Linked DNA regions of Mus musculus: all the other regions are linked to region 4. The links are chromatin contacts, called in public Hi-C, Micro-C and promoter capture Hi-C maps. All regions are on one chromosome and are shown on one strand. Each heading gives the region's core, a stretch centred on a gene start, on an enhancer-like site or on the middle of the called end of the contact. The rest is flanking DNA. Distances are from core to core; before and after follow the strand shown.

Region 1 (4,724 bases), core at 776-3,275, 750 kb before region 4:
TCAAACTAGTTCACAAAGTAGAAACAGAAGTTACTCTACCCAATTCATTCTATGAAGCCAAAATTACTCTGATACCTAAACCACAGAAAGTCCCAACAAAGATAGAGAACTTCAGACCAATTTCCCTTATGAATATGGATGCAAAAATACTCAATAAAATCCTCGAAAACCGAATCCAAGAACACATCAAAACGATCATCCATCATGGCCAAGTAGGCTTCATCCCAGGGATGCAGGGATGGTTTAATATACGGAAATCCATCAACGTAATCCACTATATAAACAAACTCAAAGACAAAAATCACATAATCATCTCCTTAGATGCGGAGAAAGCATTTGACAAAATCCAACACCCATTCATGATAAAAGTCTTGGAAAGATCAGGAATTTAAGGCCCATACCTGAACATAATAAAACCAGTATACAGCAAACCAGTAGCCAAAATCAAACTAAATGGAGAGAAACTTGAAGCAATCCCACTAAAATCAGGGACTAGACAAGGCTGCCCACTTTCTCCCTACCTATTCAATATAGATAGTACTTGAAGTCCTAGCCAGAGCAATTAGCCAACAAAAGGAGATCAAGGGGATACAAATTGGAAAGAAAGAAATCAAAATATCACTATTTGCAGATAATATGATAGTATATCTAAGTGACCCTAAACTTAATATCTAAAAAAGAAAAAAAAAGAATATATTTTGCTTAGCAGAGTTAGTTAACTTTGTGCATTGTACAAAGCCATAGTTAGCACAACTTTTTTTCTGTACAACTTTGAAGTATAAATCCATACAGTTAAAGTATTAAAAAAAAGAAAGAAAAAGAAAAAGAAAGAAAACCAATTTTGGCATCTTGCCTTTCTGTTCCTTTATTACATCAACGATTTATAAACCTGTCACAGCATAAGCCAGGACTTAGATGTATGCACATTTTAAACCTTTACTGTATTTCAAATTATAATAAATTTGGATTTACTGCTCCAATCTCAACTTTGAGTATCATAATCTTTTCACAGCCAGAACACATCTAAAAACTCTGAAGTCAACTATCCTTGGTATTTGCTTGGTCTTCTTGTTTGATGCAAAACTGGAGGAATTCATACTTACAACCAAACCATCTAGTGCAATTAATAGCACCTACTTGCAATGTCTTAAGTTCACATTTAAGCAAACAGCACTAACCCATCGCAGTTATTTTGTTTCTGCCTTGAGAAGAAACAACATCCTCAGAGCCTCCTTTGTTGAGTCTTTGAATTGGAACAGTAATCCTTTTCATCACAAGCCATGGAGGCAGTGAATAGACAGACCCCCATATTTCTCTAAGGAAAGTGGCTAGATTGAGTAATCAGGTATGTGATAGAGACAACAACAAGGAAATTCTTCCTTGAGGCTTGAGTTAAGAATTTTGAGGACAGTCTAAAGAGATAAGATCAGAAAATCATGCACCCTGTTTGATAAGGTTCTTCATACAGTCTAGCATATTTATTAAGCTTCTCAGTAGTAGTCTCCCAGACCCCAGAGGTCAGAGGTCCAGTTATGCCACCTTTTGTCACATTTGCTTAAGTTCACCCTAGTACATACACATGAGTGTTATAGATCATTATGTAAACTAGATAATTAGGTAATACTAGTTTCTTATGCAAATTAGATTTTAATTTTAGCAGAACAATTAACTTCTATCTTTATAACACATGTTTTCAGGATAGAATTAATTTCCCTAAATCATGTTACTTGGCGTTGTACTGATTGTCTTCAGTATCTTCTTTCATGCAACTCTTAAAATATTTAACATTTTTATAGTACCACAAATTCAACCAATCTGTAATATATGTAGAAGGAACAATATAGTTAAATTTCGTGCTATTATGTGTAATTTACTGTGAAATTTCATTGATAGAGGATAGAACTGGACAATGGTAAGGGACAAAATAGAGCAAAGTCATTCTGAAACAGGAAGCATTCTGGGATGGAATACTATAGTTGGTGACAAAGGGTGGAGAAGTTGCTCACAGGCGGGGTAGAAGGTGGACTGTGAAAGCAAGCCTTGCTTATCTTCAGCACAGTTCTATTCTAGGAATGTGCATGCCCTTTACCAGGATGGAGTTTAAAACTACAACATTTAAATAGTACAAACCAGAATTATGCTAAAGTAGAAACTGCCACAGAGTAAATAGTCTTCATCTTTGTCCTTAGATTGATCAATTTTGAACCCTTGCTCCCCTTCCAAATTAATCCCTTTTTTATTTGCTGAATCTGATTGTTACTCTTCTCTCTCTCTCTCTCTCTCTCTCTCTCTCTCTCTCTCTCTCTCTCTCTCTCTCACGCACACACACACACACACACACACACACACACACACACACGCACACACACCCTCTACTTCTCACCATTTAAGGAGATGCTGTCCAGTAAGTTCTCAGGTGCTGAGTTGATGTTAACTTTATTGGGAAAAAAATTGCTACATTTTGGTTTAAAATTAGAATAAAAAAAATCTGGTTCAGATAAAGTCAAGTAACTAAACAGAAAAAAAAATTCCTACCATGAAATAATAAAAAGAACACATGGATTTGACAGAACATTTTTGTTTTGACATTTTAACTTAGAAAGCCTAGTTTCTCACAAAGGGTGTAAACTGGAAATGCAATAGATAGAAGATGATTATAGAAACACCGCTTCAAAGTTTCCGAGGGATTTTTTGTACTTTGAGGTAAATTCAAGTGATTCCTGACTTCAAAAATCACAACATAGACCGATCTGCAAACTCTATAATTTTTAGTGCATGCAACAGGCACACAAGTTCACCAGACAATGAATAGTTCTCTTGTGACTCCCTCCTCCTCCTCTTCTTCCTCTTCTTTCTCCTCCTCTTTGTTACTTTTTCCAAGTCTTGTCTTTTAAGTTTCATATTTGCCACTGTCAGCTGCATCTGGCCTTATTGGCTACATGGATGTCTATTGTGGAAATATCTCTGCAGTTCTCTTTGCATTTGCTTTTATTCATGATCACTTTGGAATAACTTCTAAGTACTAGGCAGCATAATAATACTTTCCAAAAGTTGTCATTTAGTGGAGAGGAAAATAATGAACACTGTATTTAAATAGTTACATACTGTAGCTCATCTCATAAACTATTGTGATTGAGATTTTAAAAAGTTCCTAAAGCAGGACACTGAAGTTGGAAAGATGTCCTGAATACACAAAATGGAATTTTGTTCAGCTACAAAAAAACAAAAAAAAAAAAAAGGAATTATGAAACCAATAGGAAAAATGGATGACTCCAGACTCAGAGAGACAAACACTTTATGTTCTCATTCATATTAAATTCTAGCTTTTAATGCATATACTTTATATTTCTCTGTTTAATATGATATATATGTATATCTATGTGTGACTTGTGGATAGAAGACATGGAAATAGAACTGGAAAAAGAACTGTGGAGGAAGGAGGCCATGGAAAGCACATGTGGATGGCACAAGGCAGGGAGGGAGATAGGAAAAAAGAAGGGTGAAGAGAATCAAACAAAACTGTTTTTAAAAGTCATTAAAAAAAAAAAACGGGAGAGCTGGGTGTGTTGGACACACCTTTAATCCCCGTGTGAAGGAAGCAAAGACAGACAGTTCTCTAAGTTCAAGGCCAGCCTGATGTACAAAGTGAATTCGAGGATAGTCATGTCTACAAAGAAAAACAGTTTTGGAAGAAAAAAATCCATAGTATAATATAATGTGATGTAATACTTCATATATTAATTTAAAAATAACATGAAATAAATAATTGGGATGGGAGAATGGGTCAGGAGTGGGAGGGGTGAGGGTAACTGAATAGAGATATTTTGCTGATTTAGTTCTATGTTGCTTCTCTGAGACAAGTCAGAGATAAGCTCTCAGTTTACAATCTTCCCTCTCCAGCATGCTGAGAAGACAAGCATGGAGCCTCAAGTAGGTAGGCTTTGAATGCTGCAGAGAAGTTAGTCAGATGAAGCCAAAGAGGATGTTCATGGTAAAACTTCAGATCTACACAAAGAACTAGAGCTTCTATAAAGCTGTGGGGCTCAGCTCCACACCTACAACTTACCTTGGCTTAACTTTCACAAGAATTAGAGGGAAGGTTAGGAAAGAGACATTTTTCCCTTGTTTTAGTCCTTATCCTCAGGATCCTACTGATACCTCTCATACACTCCAGTACTGGAGATGCTGAACCTTCAGCCTTCACTCCATCTTGTGGCTAAACTGCTATCTGAAGCAGCGGTTCAAGTCTAATGAAAACATTCAATATATACTAAGAGTTTATTTTTAACAAGACAACAGTGTGATTGGAACCTCCTTGGTGTTAGGAGACTGTTGTTTAAAGTGCTGCCCCTTTCAGAAATGGATTTCAAGCTGACTCCTCACAAAACACAGATGCCAGCTGCTCAGGCCGATTTCATCAAGGTTTCACCATGTACCTGCCCATTATGATCTAGGCTTTTCTTGAGGTTACCATGTTTACAAAGAAAATTCATAATCCTTCCAGTATATTTTAGAAGCAGAAATTTGTTTATTCAATGTTCATTAAATATAATCAAAACTTAAATTTTTGAAGTTTGTTTTTTTAAAGTATTTTATTGCAACTGATATTTTCCTTGTTCAAAAATTTCAATTTAAGTATTGTATTTATAAATTAATCTAAATATTTTAATTAACAAAATACTATTTGGATCATATGTATATGCATAAACTTAATACTCACTTTT
Region 2 (4,106 bases), core at 310-2,809, 800 kb after region 4:
AAAACCTTGTTGGCTCTATCATGGAAATGTATCTGGGGTCTGTCTGGTTTTGCTAGCATTCTGGTCTAAGCCTGATCAGAATGTGTTACAGATACCATTATGTTTCCTTTTAAACTTCCAGTTTCTTCACCCTCCACTTTATTCTTCACAGCTCTGTTGTCTCTCAACTTACACCTGCAATGAATTTCCATTTCATTCAGAATAAAAATTAAGAGTTCGAAGTTCCACATCTGATAGTTCACCCTTTCTTACTCCACCAGCCTCTCTCCCTTGCTCACTAAGTTGGATCCTACCTGCATAGGCTTACTGGCTGTTTCTCCAACATGGCGAACCCATGCCTGACAGGGTAACCTTGCATTTCCTGGGTAAAACAGTCTACTTCCTGACAGTCACATGGCTCCTTTTCTCACATCTTCAGGTCTCTGCTCAAATTCCAAGTGACTTTCCCTGATAAACATGTTTAAAGGAGCACTCACACCCCGAGCTTTGTTTCTCTATGAAATAGATATAAAAGACATTAGGTAATTTGGACTTCCTCACTGAAGCTAAGTTTTATGAGAGCAGGGCTCTTGCACGTAGCTGATTGTAGAACTCCACCTGGCAAATCTGTACCGATTAAGCACTTGCCCCAACGTCACCTCTTGAAATTTAATTTTCTTACTAAAATTAACGTTTGCATTCTTTTCTAATTATATTTCACATACTTGCATTCGTGTGTGTGTCACATTGCAGTACGGATGTCAGAAAACAATTTGTGGGTCCTGGGAATCAAACTCCTGAGTCATCTTGCTGGCCCAAACTTTCTAAATCTTGCTTCTATTGTTTTAATCCATTTGAGCTATAATACCGCTTTTTCTTGTTGTTGTTTTTTGGCTCTATTCCCTTGGCAGGGGAACGAAACCAGAAAAAGGCCTACTGATATCAAATGGTTAAGATCTGTGCTCAAGCACGCTGTTGTATGTCATCGTCTGTTTCTAAGGAGAGGCGTTAAGGCTGACTTCCAAGAAAGACCACGATAAGTTAAGCGACTGGCCACTGAATGATTAGCATCTAGGTATGACAGACTCTACACTGCCTCCTAGCTGTTCGCTCCATTCGTTCAAATCTGGTTAGTGGAACAGTAGGAATCAAAGCTTTGCTTTTGAAAAGCTCCATGTACTAGGGAGAGACCCATATTGCAAATATGTGACGTGTAAACGAATTTATCTAATGTAATATTTTTGTAATGCCACTTTGTGAGTGTGCCTGTATCCCAAAGATTCTGCATACCTACCAACTAGTTCAACTTTCGGAAGGGTCCTGAAAAGCTTTCTTAAAACTGGGACGCTAAAGTCTAGATTTGCTTAGCCAGACTCCGGGAAAACTCTCGTTTGCCTGCACTGACACCATGTAGAGGCAGCTTAAACTACTTGGTAAGTGGGATCAAAAAACTCCGATCTGGAGGCAGGGGTCGACCGCCGTAAGCGAGGCACACCCCAGTTCTCGGGAAAGTGGTAGCGTGGGCTCCGGAGCAGGGTGCGGGCGCGGGGAGGGGCCTGCGGCGGCCCGCCCTCTCCTCGGGGATGCCGGGATGTTTACCCTCCTGACAGCCGCGGCCGCCGGAGGAGGAGCGGAGCCGGGAGGATGGGCCGCCGCTAACCTCGCAGTGGGAAGCGCGGGCCGAGCAGGGTGGGAGCCGGCGCCTGCAGTGGCGCGGGGAGAGGCGATCGGCCCCGGATCCCGCAGCCCTGCAGCCCGCGTAGACCGAGCTGCCCCGGCGCCCCGGTGAGTATGTACGGCCCGGCCGGGTGGGGCCGGTGCGGGGAGCGGGCGGGCCGCGTGGGGCCTCGGGCTCTCGTGCCTCCGAGGACCGCCCGGGACGCCTGCAACTGGCGGAGCGTGGTGCAGGCCGCTGGCTGCAGGAGCTCAGAGTCCGGGCGCTTCGACCCCAGGAAGCTCCACGACGGTGGTGGTGGCGGCAACAGGTCTCCGGGCTCCGACAGGAGGAACTCCAGCGAAGACCCGCCTCCGGGCTGAGCTCATTGGTCACCTTGGCTATTTACAGCTCGAGGATTGGCTCAACCGATTCGGCTGCAGCCCAGTTTAGAAAAGTGAAGTTCACGGACCGGGGAGTCAGTCGAGCGTGAGTGGTGGGGTAGTCAGGTCGAGGTCCGATTGAAACCGATCCAGGGCTGGGATGCAGCAAAGTATGAGCTGAGTCCCAGTGGGGCGAAGGTGAAGTTAGGCCGTGGAAGATGCTGCTAAGCAATGTCGATAGCCTCCGCCTGGTGCTAGAGGCCTTGGAAGACCCACAAGAGATACATTTATTGACTCACATACTATACTCGAATAGCCTAAGTCTTTGCCCGCGCTAAACACTAAGAATATATTTACTTTAAAGTAAGATATGTTTTGTGCCCTTTACAATTCTGGTGATGGAACTGAATATAGCAAAAACAATCTAGAGATGTAAAGGACTTTTTTTTCTTTTTGAGATTACTAACTTTAAAGGTTGTAATTGGATTCAATGCCCGCAGTTTATAGAGCATTATTAGGACCACTCTTTAGTTTCTCCTCCAAGGAATCTGCAGTTCCCGGGAGGAACTGACGTTCATGACGGTGTGCTTTGATAGAGTTGCTTTACAGAATAATGTTCCGAATAAGCTTATTATAAATCTGTTCTCTTCTAGACGATGGGATGTTGATGTGATCCAAGAAAGGTTTAGTACTCATACTCAAAAATTTATAGTTTGGGACAACCGGACAAACTCTGAAAATGATGAATAAAAGATAAAGCCTGCAGTGCTTTGTAGCATTTCTCACTAGTATTCATGGCTGCAGTATTTCGTGATGGCCAGTGCACTTTATTGAACTAACATGCAACCTAAGCAGTTATTTCATCTTCACAGCTATCTGCCACCACTCCGAGAGACCCGGACCATAATTTGCTTTACATCCCAAACCGTTGCATCTTCTGCTTCGGCTGGCGAGGGGTAGGGGCGTGTGGAGGGAAACTTTACTTCTTAGAGGGTCAGAAAAATGGATGATGAGAGGAGGGCCTTTGGAGAAAGTGCAGAAGGGACAGACTCTGGGGCGGAGTGGAGGGGAATCTGGACCCAGTGACCATGCAGTCCTCAGATTCCACAGTAAGGTGGGAGTCCCCGCCCTTGAGGGCACTGACAGCCATTGCAGCCAGTGAACGGCGAGGACACCCGGCCCCAGCTCAGGAGGGCGGGTACTTCCTACCGCTGCCCTGAGCTAGGCGAGGGAGGCCAAGTTTGTCTGAGGATGTGGGCCGGTGGAAAGAAGGGTTGAGAGGCTCAGTCTTGTGAAATTACTGCATTAAAAAATAGAGGGAGGGAGCTCTGGTTTTCTTTGAGCCCTGTGCTGACTTTCAAGATTCGGGCTCAGGTTGAAGTCACCGCTTCCACCGAAACCATAGGAGATAAGAAACGAACCTGGTCAGCAAATTAAATATAGTCCGTGACTGACTGGGGCTTTTGCCCGAGATCGCCTGAAACTGAAAACCAAGAACTACCAGAAGAAATCTCATTAGACACATTTATGGCAGCTTGGCAATTTTAATACGGTTAAGACAATCATTAGCTTAAATTGACAAGACTGCATTTTCAGACAAACAGACCTATTTTGTAATTTGAAGTTTATCTGGATAATACCTGTCTCCCGCCATTCCTTTCCCACAAACACTTTCTTCGCTGGACACTTAGTTTCTCTCCAGCCTAGTAAAACAGAAGAAATCATCTGTTCCGGTGGCCGAACTCGTGGAGGAGGGGAGCAGAGGCTGCGGACATGTCTTTCCTTACTAAATTAAAATCCAGCATTCCCGTTTCCAACACGCTGAAGTGCAGAGCAATTACACTCCGGAAAGACAAGTACTGCCAGGACTCCCCTCTCAGTCCCAGGCTTCTGGTGACTGCAGTTGGTGGCTCTCAGCCCTGGCTGACTACAAACATTAAGTATTGAGCATTTGCTAAAACTAAAATAAAGTAAAATTCCAGTGAAATTTTTTTAAAGTCAATTTTATTATTATAAGAATTTTTAGGGTAGCTGTTCTCATTTTCACCTTTTCTTTTCAAATATTTGATTAGTGTGTGGGCAGACCTTTT
Region 3 (4,475 bases), core at 1,044-3,543, 820 kb before region 4:
TTCTCCACCCAGTGTCCAGTGTGCTCCCAGAATTACTGGGCAGGAATGACAGGGTGGGGATTCGAAAGGCATTTGTTGAAGGAAGTCTAAAGAGTATGAAGAGAGGTCTCAATGCATCTGTTGGTGGAAACAGTGTGCACACAATAACATGGAAGTGGCCCTTCTTCAACGCCTTAGGCGTTGAATCAGCATATACAGCAGAGTAGATTAAGGTTGCTGCTCTGATTGAATTGCAAAGAGGAGCTTGTGCTCTTAGCAAACAGAAATGGCACGGCGTACTTACTCATAAGAGTTTAAAATCCTAAAAAGTCAAGGCAAAAAAGTACAACTGTGAATTTTACATAAAAGAACCAACACTAAGAATCCAAACCGTGGTAGGTGCCAAGTTAGTAATGTAAACTCATTGAAACATCCATTTAACTATCTAGCTAACGCCAGTTAACTCCAATTAACGCCTTCATTTAGATGCATGGCCAATAACCCGATAATGAGGTCTTTAATTTTCTAAGCAGTATGTAAGGTTTTGCCTAGGAAGAGATGCTATGTAAACAGCACCCTCCACAAATCATCCATGGATATGTCATTAAGTTCCTAAAGTAAGACCAAGAAAGATTCTCATCATTCAAGTCCATGACAGAATCCCAGGAGTACTGCAATAGGAGTTAGTATTGGGAACTGAGAAGGTGAGGAAAACGCAGAAGTCATATTGCCCAGTGAATGCAAAATGTGCTTCAAATTGGACCAATAATGTATCTTTTATCTAATTCAAATAGAACATCAATGCCTAACTGAACTTCGGGGAATTATTTAATCTGCATTGAGAGCTTAGCTATACATACTTTAAAACAAGAAAATGTGGCATGTGATATGTGAAATTATCGTTCTAAAAAAACAAAAACAATTCAATGAAACAAAAAGTGTGCAAAAAAAAAAAAAATTAGCCAGAGCATTTTGTATGCAAAATTGCATGAAGCTTTAATGCCATTGATAAAACACGCAAGCAATGTTTTGCTAGTAATAAATATTTCAGCTTTGAAACTTATCGTTTTGAGATATGCACTATTTAGGTGAAAATATATACGAATCATACTACAAGAACCTCTGTTCAGTGTATTTTCCATCCCAGGCATTCTTGCTTCACTAACTACCTGTTACATATTTAAACCAATTGCCCACCTGAACTCCAAATACTCAAACAGTGGAAAATCCCCAGTGGCAAGCAAACATCTCGTCGAGACAACACTGACAAGGAGTAAGAAAGTGGGTACAGGAGATTTCAAGTTTCTACTGTGATTTTTTTTTCCAATCGCTTGGATACATTTATGGGGTGGATTAACTACACCGGGGAAATATTTGACACTGCAACTGCGTGCCATTTGGATGCTACTGTACCTCTGCTTGCAGCCTCACACACAACCAGGGAAGCACAGACAGACAAAGAATATCGAATAAATGCAACAAATGATTCTCAAGAATAAGAAAGTGGAAAGGAAAGGAGTTCCTTGTCCACAGCAACTGCTCTCTGCAGTGTCAAAATGGAGATGTAGAATCCCTTCTACTCCCTCAGTGCTGGTCTCCCTTTCTCTCCATCCCCTCAAAAGCTCTCCAGTCCTGTCCGCTTCCAGCAGTATTTGTGGAACGCTGCACCATGCCACTCACCTGTCATCATTTTGCCAGCCTTGGTCCCCTAGCAGCAAATCCCGGAATCTGTACCTGGGAGGCAGAGGGGGCACTTCGCTCTCCAAATCAACCATCCTTCCTTAAGGAGTGGGCAACATCCAACAAGGGATGGAGGGATGGAGGAGGGCAAAGAGGGGTAGCAAGCACTGCGGAGGGGGTGCCGTGCTGGGGAGGGTGGGAGAAGGGCTTGGGGGACCCGGAGGGGGAGGGGTCGTTCGGCCGGAAGCTGAGGCTGGAAAGGGGTGGCTCCTCTTCCCCAAGGGTGTGATGGGGATGATGCAAACCGAGCCCAGGAGCAAAAGTCTGGCTGCGACTCGAACCAGCGCTGCCAAGGAACCGCCCCCAGGCTCGGCACCGCCTCTGGTCCCTGGGACCGGGGGGAGGCGGGAATGCAAAAGTTACTTCACGGACAGAAAAAAAAAAAAAAGGAAAAGGAAAAATTTAAAAAAGAAAGAAAAGAAAAGGAAAAGAAAATTCGCGCGGTGCCTAGAAAGAGGGTAGGTGGTGGGTGTGAGCACCGCGTGATGGCTAGGCACTTTCCTGAAAGGCAAGGACCAGAGCCTCCCACTAGGGCATCCCCGGCCACAGCTCCCTCGCAGGGAGTGCAAGCACTGGGCTCAGCCGGACGAAGGCGGGGGCGAAGGCGGTGGGCTCCGGCTCTCACAGCCAATGAGCCTCCCCTTCATTAGCATAACACAATGACGGCAGGAGGGTGCCTTGGGGACAACCAATGGGGGCGAGCTCTTTCGCAGATTCCAGAGCTCCAGACCCTTCCTGGGAAGTGGATGAGGGGTCCAAGGAAGGTTGCCAGGTGTCACCAGCACCCAAGGCTGTGGTCGCCTTCTGCTTCTGTGGGTGTAGTGGAAATGGCCTGTTCCTGGAGAGGGAATCCCCGCTCTCAGCCCCAAGGAAAGTCCTCATACCCGCCCTTCTTCGTGCTAAAAAAAAAAAAAAAGAGAGAGAGAGAGGTGTTTCCCTGGTCTGAGGAAAATTGCAGGGCACCCTTATACAGCAGCTGAAGAGAAATATTTAAATGAGAACCCCTGCACCCCCATCTCCCATAGCCCCCCCCCCCCCAGCAAGGCAGGCCTCTAGTGAATAAGTGTTGGTGGTGTGAGCTCCTAGGGCAGGTGTCTTCCTATAGGAGTGGTTCACAAGGTCAGAGGAAGAAGAGAACTCAGGACCCAGAGCTGACTTTTCAGCAGCTTCCTGGTCTTCTCTGATACCCACTACCCTGTTCTACTTGCCTACTTTGGTTTTTCCTTCAGGAATGGATACCCGGATACCCCCCAGGGCACCCATTAACAGAAGCAGTCACAACCCAATGGCACCTCAGAAAAGCAAAGACACTTAGGAATCTCAAAGTTTGTAGGTAGCAACAAGATCATAATGGAAACTGGGCCACATTGGAGGGAAAAAAACCTCAACAAATGCACCTCTCCCTCCTAGGGTCAAGAAACCTTAAACATTCTTAAGGTGAGAGAGGAGATAAATAAAGACCAAGTAAAGTTCTTAGTTTTGGTTTTCTTTGGTTTTGGTTGGTTGTTTGGTTGGTTGATTTTTTTTTTTAAGTTTGCTTACCAAGGAAATAGTGACTAATTAATTTTGATTTATTCTTAGTGGAGATCATTTTGCAGAGAATCCACAAAGGAAGCTAAAATGCAGAAAGAAATCATCAACACCAGTGTGATAACAGATGAGTTAATAGCTGCATGCAGTTGTAGATTCCACTTCCTGCTCGTTCATCTAGCCCTAGCTGATAAGCCATATGTGCTTTAGATTTCCCACCTCTCCCAGGTGAGGTGAATGTGTAGCTTTCCTTTGAAGCCTCCAAACTTCATTTTGCTAGTGGTGTTTACCACATTCTGACTTCTTGAGTGATTATCTCTATGCTTTTAAACTCTCTTCTCGTTTTTGTTCAGGGCCTTCAGCATAGACAGATCTTGCCCCAGAAATGCATTGTGATGCTGACAAATGGCATGCTACATTCAGAGTAGGTGTTATTTTAAGTTATAGCTTAAATCTTAGTGGCAATCTTAGTTGAAACCTGAGCGATCAGATAACAGTACTGAATAGAAGAACATTTCTGTCAAAAAAATAAAATAAAATAAGCAAAGATTTGCTTGGCTCCCAGAGTCACACACAGCTAACCATGAAGGACACTGAGTGCTATGAAGTTTCCCAGTATCTCAGCCAAAACAGTTAGACTCAACTATGATAAGGCCATGCTGATTTTCTAGAGTTTAAAAGCTCCCAATACTCCAACTTTAGAAAAAAAATCTTAAAAGATAGCTACATTTAAAAAAAAAATGCTGTTCTGACATTCTTAAAATACAGCAACCATGGCTATGAAAACTTAAATTTATAATTGACAGATCTTTTTGCTCTATTTTTTTTTCACTTTTTCTGACAGACCTTTTCTTTTGTCGTTAATTTTGGCTTCTAGTTCTCCTGCTTTCCCTTCACACTGTTATTTCCTTTGTTTCTTATCCCGTCAAAGGCATTCCCTGCTGTTAGAACCTATTATCCTGTTCCAAGCTTTACCTTGGTTTCTCTCTTCACTGTGTGTGCTCCCAGTCTCTTATCTATTCATTTTCCCTGTGTCTATGGGAATCTCTGCTAAAGTCTCAGATCCAATTGGGGGAAATAAATGTAAACTTGATGATGTCCAGTACTCTCCTAACTATGTAATCTCAGTTAGTGTTGTCAGGATTCCTTATACAAGTCCTATTGTGGATGAATAGCAATAGAAGAAATTGTTCTCTCTCTCTCTCTCTCTCTCTCTCTCTCTCTCT
Region 4 (4,527 bases), core at 403-2,902:
TCATTTCTATCTGACCTCTCCTTCTCAGAACTTTCTTGATGCAAATTGTCTGACCCATCCCCACTCTCCTGTTCATCGTCGCTGGTATCCTCAAACTTGACAGGGCACTTCCGATTCCTCTTTGACCTCCGGGTAGAAAAACTTCTCTCCAGCATTTTTAACCCATGTTTTTTCCCAAGGAGCAGAGACCTGTGAGTTTTGGCTAAATGATTCTCTAAGGACTTTTTATAGCAGAAATGCCTACTACAAAATTTGCACTGATGACTACTCGACAGTCTTCCAGTTAGCTCATTTAGTGTTTCTTCTGGTGACGACTTTTCAGTCAGTTCGGCCTGAAAGGCAGCAACATTCTCATTATTCAGCAGCTTTACCGCATCGATGATGTCCAAAAATTTTGCAGCCTCTAACACAAGAGGTATTTCGTATTTGTACACAAAAAACTCCGATGTGTAGAGGAACTCAAGCAAATGCTGAAAAACCGAATGCGTTACGTGATCCAGGGTGACAACATCAGTGCTTGGATTTTTGCTCAGACACGCATGAAAATAACTACTGCCGACAGCAACGACCACTTTATGCGCACTAAACTCTTTCCCTTCCACTATGATAAGTAAATCGCAGAAAGACGGTTGCTTCTGCCTATCATCGTTCAAATACTTCAGCAAATTCTTATTATACTGCAAAGAACTCAAAAGCTTTCTCTGATCTGGAGAGGGAGGCAGTTCTTGGCAACGCTGGGCAGCTTCGGGGGTTGGTCTTTCTGGAGCCTGAGTATAGGTCACTTGGCCACACTCCACAGCAGCATTTTCTTCCGAAGAGTCTTTATGATAGCCTAGATGGATCTTCTCGTCAAGATTTGAAGTAACCTTTCTCCTTTTCTTCATTGCAATGCGGCAATTTTTGAACAAGAAACTTCATACGTGACTTAGGCGATTGATGAAACAAAACTAGATTGTCTTGAACAACAGCTTCTGAAGGGGCGTGCCCCACCGTTTCATGGTCTGCAAAAAGAGTGAGAATCAGGTAAGAGCTCCACCGCATAGCCATCTTAAATAACCCAAAGGTGTTGTCAACTAGTCTTTCCTACATTGTAACTAGATTACAAAGTCGACAGTGCATTCACTCCCAGCTAAGATTTTCTTTTTTTTTAGGGCAGGGAACCAGGAGAGCTGGGCTGGGAAAGACAATCCAACAAAAGAATAGTGTGAAGTGAAGGCACAGCACACCTTCCAGGCCTGATTCACGAATAAGGTGGAGAGAACACAACCCAGAGAGCACCATCCCGCCGAGACCGCAAACAAGGCAGACTGGCCGGCCGGGACCGCAGTCCCGATTTGGGTGCTGGGACCTTGACAATAAGGCCAGCGCGGCCACGAAACGCAAGTCTCCATTAGCATGCTTTCCCCGGGCGAGCGCGGCATGGCTCCTGAGCGACAGACCTTCCGAAATCCACTAGGCACGGCGGCCCCAGGAGGGGAGCAGAGTGGGGTCAGCACGGGCGACGACTGCAGGAAGCCGAGTCTTCCCAGGCCGGGGTTGGCGGGGACCCGCGCTCGCCCGTGACCCTTCCCTCCCAGGCTGCCCGGGGCAAGCGTCCCACAGGCCCATTACCGGGAAGCCCGGGCTCCCGCGCCGGCTCGGGGCCGCCCAGCTCCGATCCCCGCGCGCTCGCGCCCGCGCCCACCCACTTCCGGGTCCGGCCCCCCACCTCAGCCACCTCGGCGGCGCTCCTTCCCCTCGCGGAGTCCCGCCGCCGCCGCCGCTCGCCAGGCAGGCACGTCAGGCCCGCGCAGCCGCCCAGCCGCCGCGAGAAGCCGGGGAGCCCCGGCATCCGCCCGAGCGCATGCGCGCGCCTCCAGCCCTGCGCATGCTCCGTGAGCTTTCTTTCCTGCCCTGGGTGCCCTACCGAGGTCCCAGGTCCGTTATACCCGCTTTTCGTGGCCACTTAAGGGCCCTCGTTAACTGAACCAGAAAAACTTGGCTGCGGGAGGGGAAGATAGCTGTGATGAGGGGTTAGGGGGAATTGGCGCCACGACAACTGGTGTGTTTCCAGTGTGTCACCAAACAGCGACCTCCTCCGGAAACCTGCCAGTTTCCAGTCCACAGTGGCAAACACCCAAAGTGCTGGCTGGAAGTAGTTGTATGGCTTTCCGACTTACATGTGCGTAAAATGTAAGCACACCTAAAATTGTGGGGTTTGTTTTTATTACCTTGCTATGAACAGAAGATGTGCATGTAAGATGTGAAGCTGAGAAAAGGACAACCAAACCTCTACGGGACTTAGAGCCTCAGAGCCCCTGCCTAACGTGTTGCATCTCCGACAGAATGCCCAGTGGCCCGATATTGCCCGTCTGGCGATGAAGGTTCTAGAGTTTGTTTGTACAAACCTAAGGAAAAAAACTGATACAAAGGCCGTGACCAAAAAGAAATCAATACACACACCTTCCCTTTTACCTGTAACTCCACTCTCTTCATAACTCTGAATCTGAAAAGGTTACCCTCTCATTAGCAAATACGAGCAAGTGCATACCCAGGAGGAGGAGAAGTTGAGGGAGCGTGTGGGGGACTTTTGGGATGGCATTGGAAATGTAAATGAAATAAATACCTAATTAAAAAAGAAGAAGAATGTACACCCAGAATAGTATAAGGAAAGCTAATGAAAATGATAAAATACTCAGAGCTATAGATTATAAAGTAGAAAATGTTTGAAAAGACAAGCCCATAGATATTAATTTTGTGTGTGTGTGGGGGGGGGTGCAGTGTTATCATCCATCGTCTGGCTCCTACCACCAAGTCTTTCCAGCTGTTGTCATGTGTCAGTGTTCTAAGTTACATGGGACAATCAAAGAAATGGGGTCACTTCCGGGCGAAATATGGCATTGCAGGCAGCAAAGAGGAACGGCCTCAATGAGCTGAACCTCGGACAGCTGTTCAAATGCTGTTTGGGGAGGGGGATAAAGCAAGCCCCTCATACAAAGGCCTGTGGTCTAAGCTAGATGTTTCATGAAGGAGAACACCACACCACTGCAACTTTAGCCTTCACTGTGTACTGTTTGTAGTACTCAATAATGTAAGACATTCCAGGTCTGCCAGGGCAGTCTTGTGACCAAAGTCGGGCAAAGGATGGAAAGCTCCTTCAGGAAAAAAAAAAAAAAAAGACTCTATAGAAAAAAAAATCACCATTTCTACAATGATTTCTTCAAGGTCAAGGTACTTCTAAAAACCATCTATTCATTCTGGTGTTTCCCCTAGGTCCAGTGAAAAAACAGCAATTTTCATTCAAATGTTTACCTTAGATATAATGATTCTACCAAACACACCACAGTCATGTTGGTCCAACAAAGATGAACTCAATCTCTTTGGAACTATAATAAATCCTCTCTACTACGTTTCATCTGTCAAGCATTCTATCTAAATACCAGAAAAGAAACTGATACACCATATAATATGGTTTCTTGTCTATCTCACTCATCAGACAAAAATCATATAGGACAAGTTGTATTAATCTCTTACACTGCTGTATTTTAATAACTAGTAAAATACCCAGAGACTTCATTGTGATACTCAATATCCCAATGAAGACAACAGATGTAGATTACACACTTACATAAATCAACTTGCCCCATATGGAACTGTCAAATAGATGATACAAGGCCTATGCCTGTCAGTGAGGAGCACAACTATTCCTCACCTGTTTGGATACTATCACAGTCCTCTTAGAAGAAATGCCATGCAACACAAACAATGACTGAAGTCCTCATAAATAGCCTTAACCCAATTCAGTATTCTATGTTGCACCAAGAGATAATCGATGTAGTCTTTTCACAACCACTGAAGTGAAGAACAGGGCTGATAACAACCAGGTACAATGGTACTTGCAACTGCCATACAACCCCATTATAATCAGATTAGTTTTAAAAGTGGATTATTAAATTACGACTTAAAAGGCTTAAGTGTATGAAACATCTTGCACCAATGAAAAAGGAAGAGACCTTTTGAAAAATGACCATAACATTGTCAAGTAAAAACCCCAGTGCAAGAGGCAGTATATGAATTGTTAGCCCTAAAAACCATAAAGACTACTTCTATTGTTGCTGCATGCTAGATCTAGATAGTAAGACTCTGCTACTGATGGCGTTACATACTCTGGTTGTCGGACACAAAGAAATAAAACTGAATTTAGCTGCAAGTTCCCTCCTCACTGGATGACACTCATAGTACTGAAAGGTGCAGCTGAGGGAAAATTGTCACAAACAGTCCTGCTCAATGATATTTCAATACTATTTGCTACAGTATTGAAATGCCAGGCAGGATTTGCCTATGCAACAGTGGCACAATTATCGTGGGTACAATCAACTTAAGTCCTGCTCTAAAATACATAGGTTCGTGACTTGTACTGTAAACCAAAACAAAAATTCATGGCTTAGAAGGTCACAGGCCCCAGGGAGAAAACCACAGCTACTGTTTTAAATGAATGTGATATGTATGTCACAGTGCTTTCAAACATTTGTGTTAAGCCCTTAGATC

What was found. Promoter capture Hi-C pulls out the DNA fragments that hold promoters and counts their contacts. A called contact is a pair of places that touch in the nucleus more often than the background predicts.
Region 1: a contact with region 4 is called in a promoter capture Hi-C map of liver, with 3 times the contacts expected there. The contact joins the enhancer-like site here to the promoter of Zbtb41 in region 4. A contact is called at or near these places in 3 of 39 promoter capture datasets (hippocampal neurons and liver), 2 of 115 datasets of contacts at active chromatin or transcription factors (extraembryonic endoderm stem cells and forebrain) and 1 of 9 other capture datasets (embryonic stem cells).
Region 2: a Hi-C map of pre-B cells shows a contact between it and region 4, with 2.7 times the contacts expected there. The contact joins the promoter of Nek7 here to the promoter of Zbtb41 in region 4. A contact is called at or near these places in 13 of 39 promoter capture datasets (the 3T3-L1 cell line, 3T3-L1-derived adipocytes, the C10 cell line and 8 more), 6 of 484 Hi-C or Micro-C datasets (the G1E-ER4 cell line, the HPC-7 cell line, cranial neural crest and 3 more) and 5 of 115 datasets of contacts at active chromatin or transcription factors (astrocytes, embryonic stem cells, extraembryonic endoderm stem cells and 1 more).
Region 3: a contact with region 4 is called in a Micro-C map of embryonic stem cells, with 7 times the contacts expected there. The contact joins the promoter of Kcnt2 here to the promoter of Zbtb41 in region 4. A contact is called at or near these places in 3 of 39 promoter capture datasets (cranial neural crest, hippocampal neurons and liver) and 1 of 484 Hi-C or Micro-C datasets (embryonic stem cells).

What each region holds. Positions count from the first base shown.
Region 1 is chr1:140,172,917-140,177,640 of GRCm38.p6, reverse strand. The region is part of intron 1 of Cfh (complement component factor h); the gene reads left to right. Among named protein-coding and RNA genes, the nearest start is that of Cfh, 8.1 kb to the left of the region's middle. Within about 2 kb of position 2,025, at least 7 of the 459 cell types and tissues checked have an H3K27ac peak or open chromatin away from gene starts, as enhancers often do. A contact at or near this core is called in liver, where this site is marked.
Region 2 is chr1:138,617,210-138,621,315 of GRCm38.p6, reverse strand. It overlaps Nek7 (NIMA (never in mitosis gene a)-related expressed kinase 7), which reads left to right and starts at 1,559. Exons shown (of 10, transcript NM_021605.4): 1 at 1,559-1,764.
Region 3 is chr1:140,243,536-140,248,010 of GRCm38.p6, reverse strand. Kcnt2 (potassium channel, subfamily T, member 2) reads right to left here and starts at 2,293. Exons shown (of 28, transcript NM_001081027.3): 1 at 1,660-2,293. The coding sequence starts at 1,754.
Region 4 is chr1:139,419,508-139,424,034 of GRCm38.p6, reverse strand. Zbtb41 (zinc finger and BTB domain containing 41) reads right to left here and starts at 1,652. Exons shown (of 11, transcript NM_172643.5): 1 at 1,612-1,652; 2 at 1-1,001. The coding sequence starts at 884.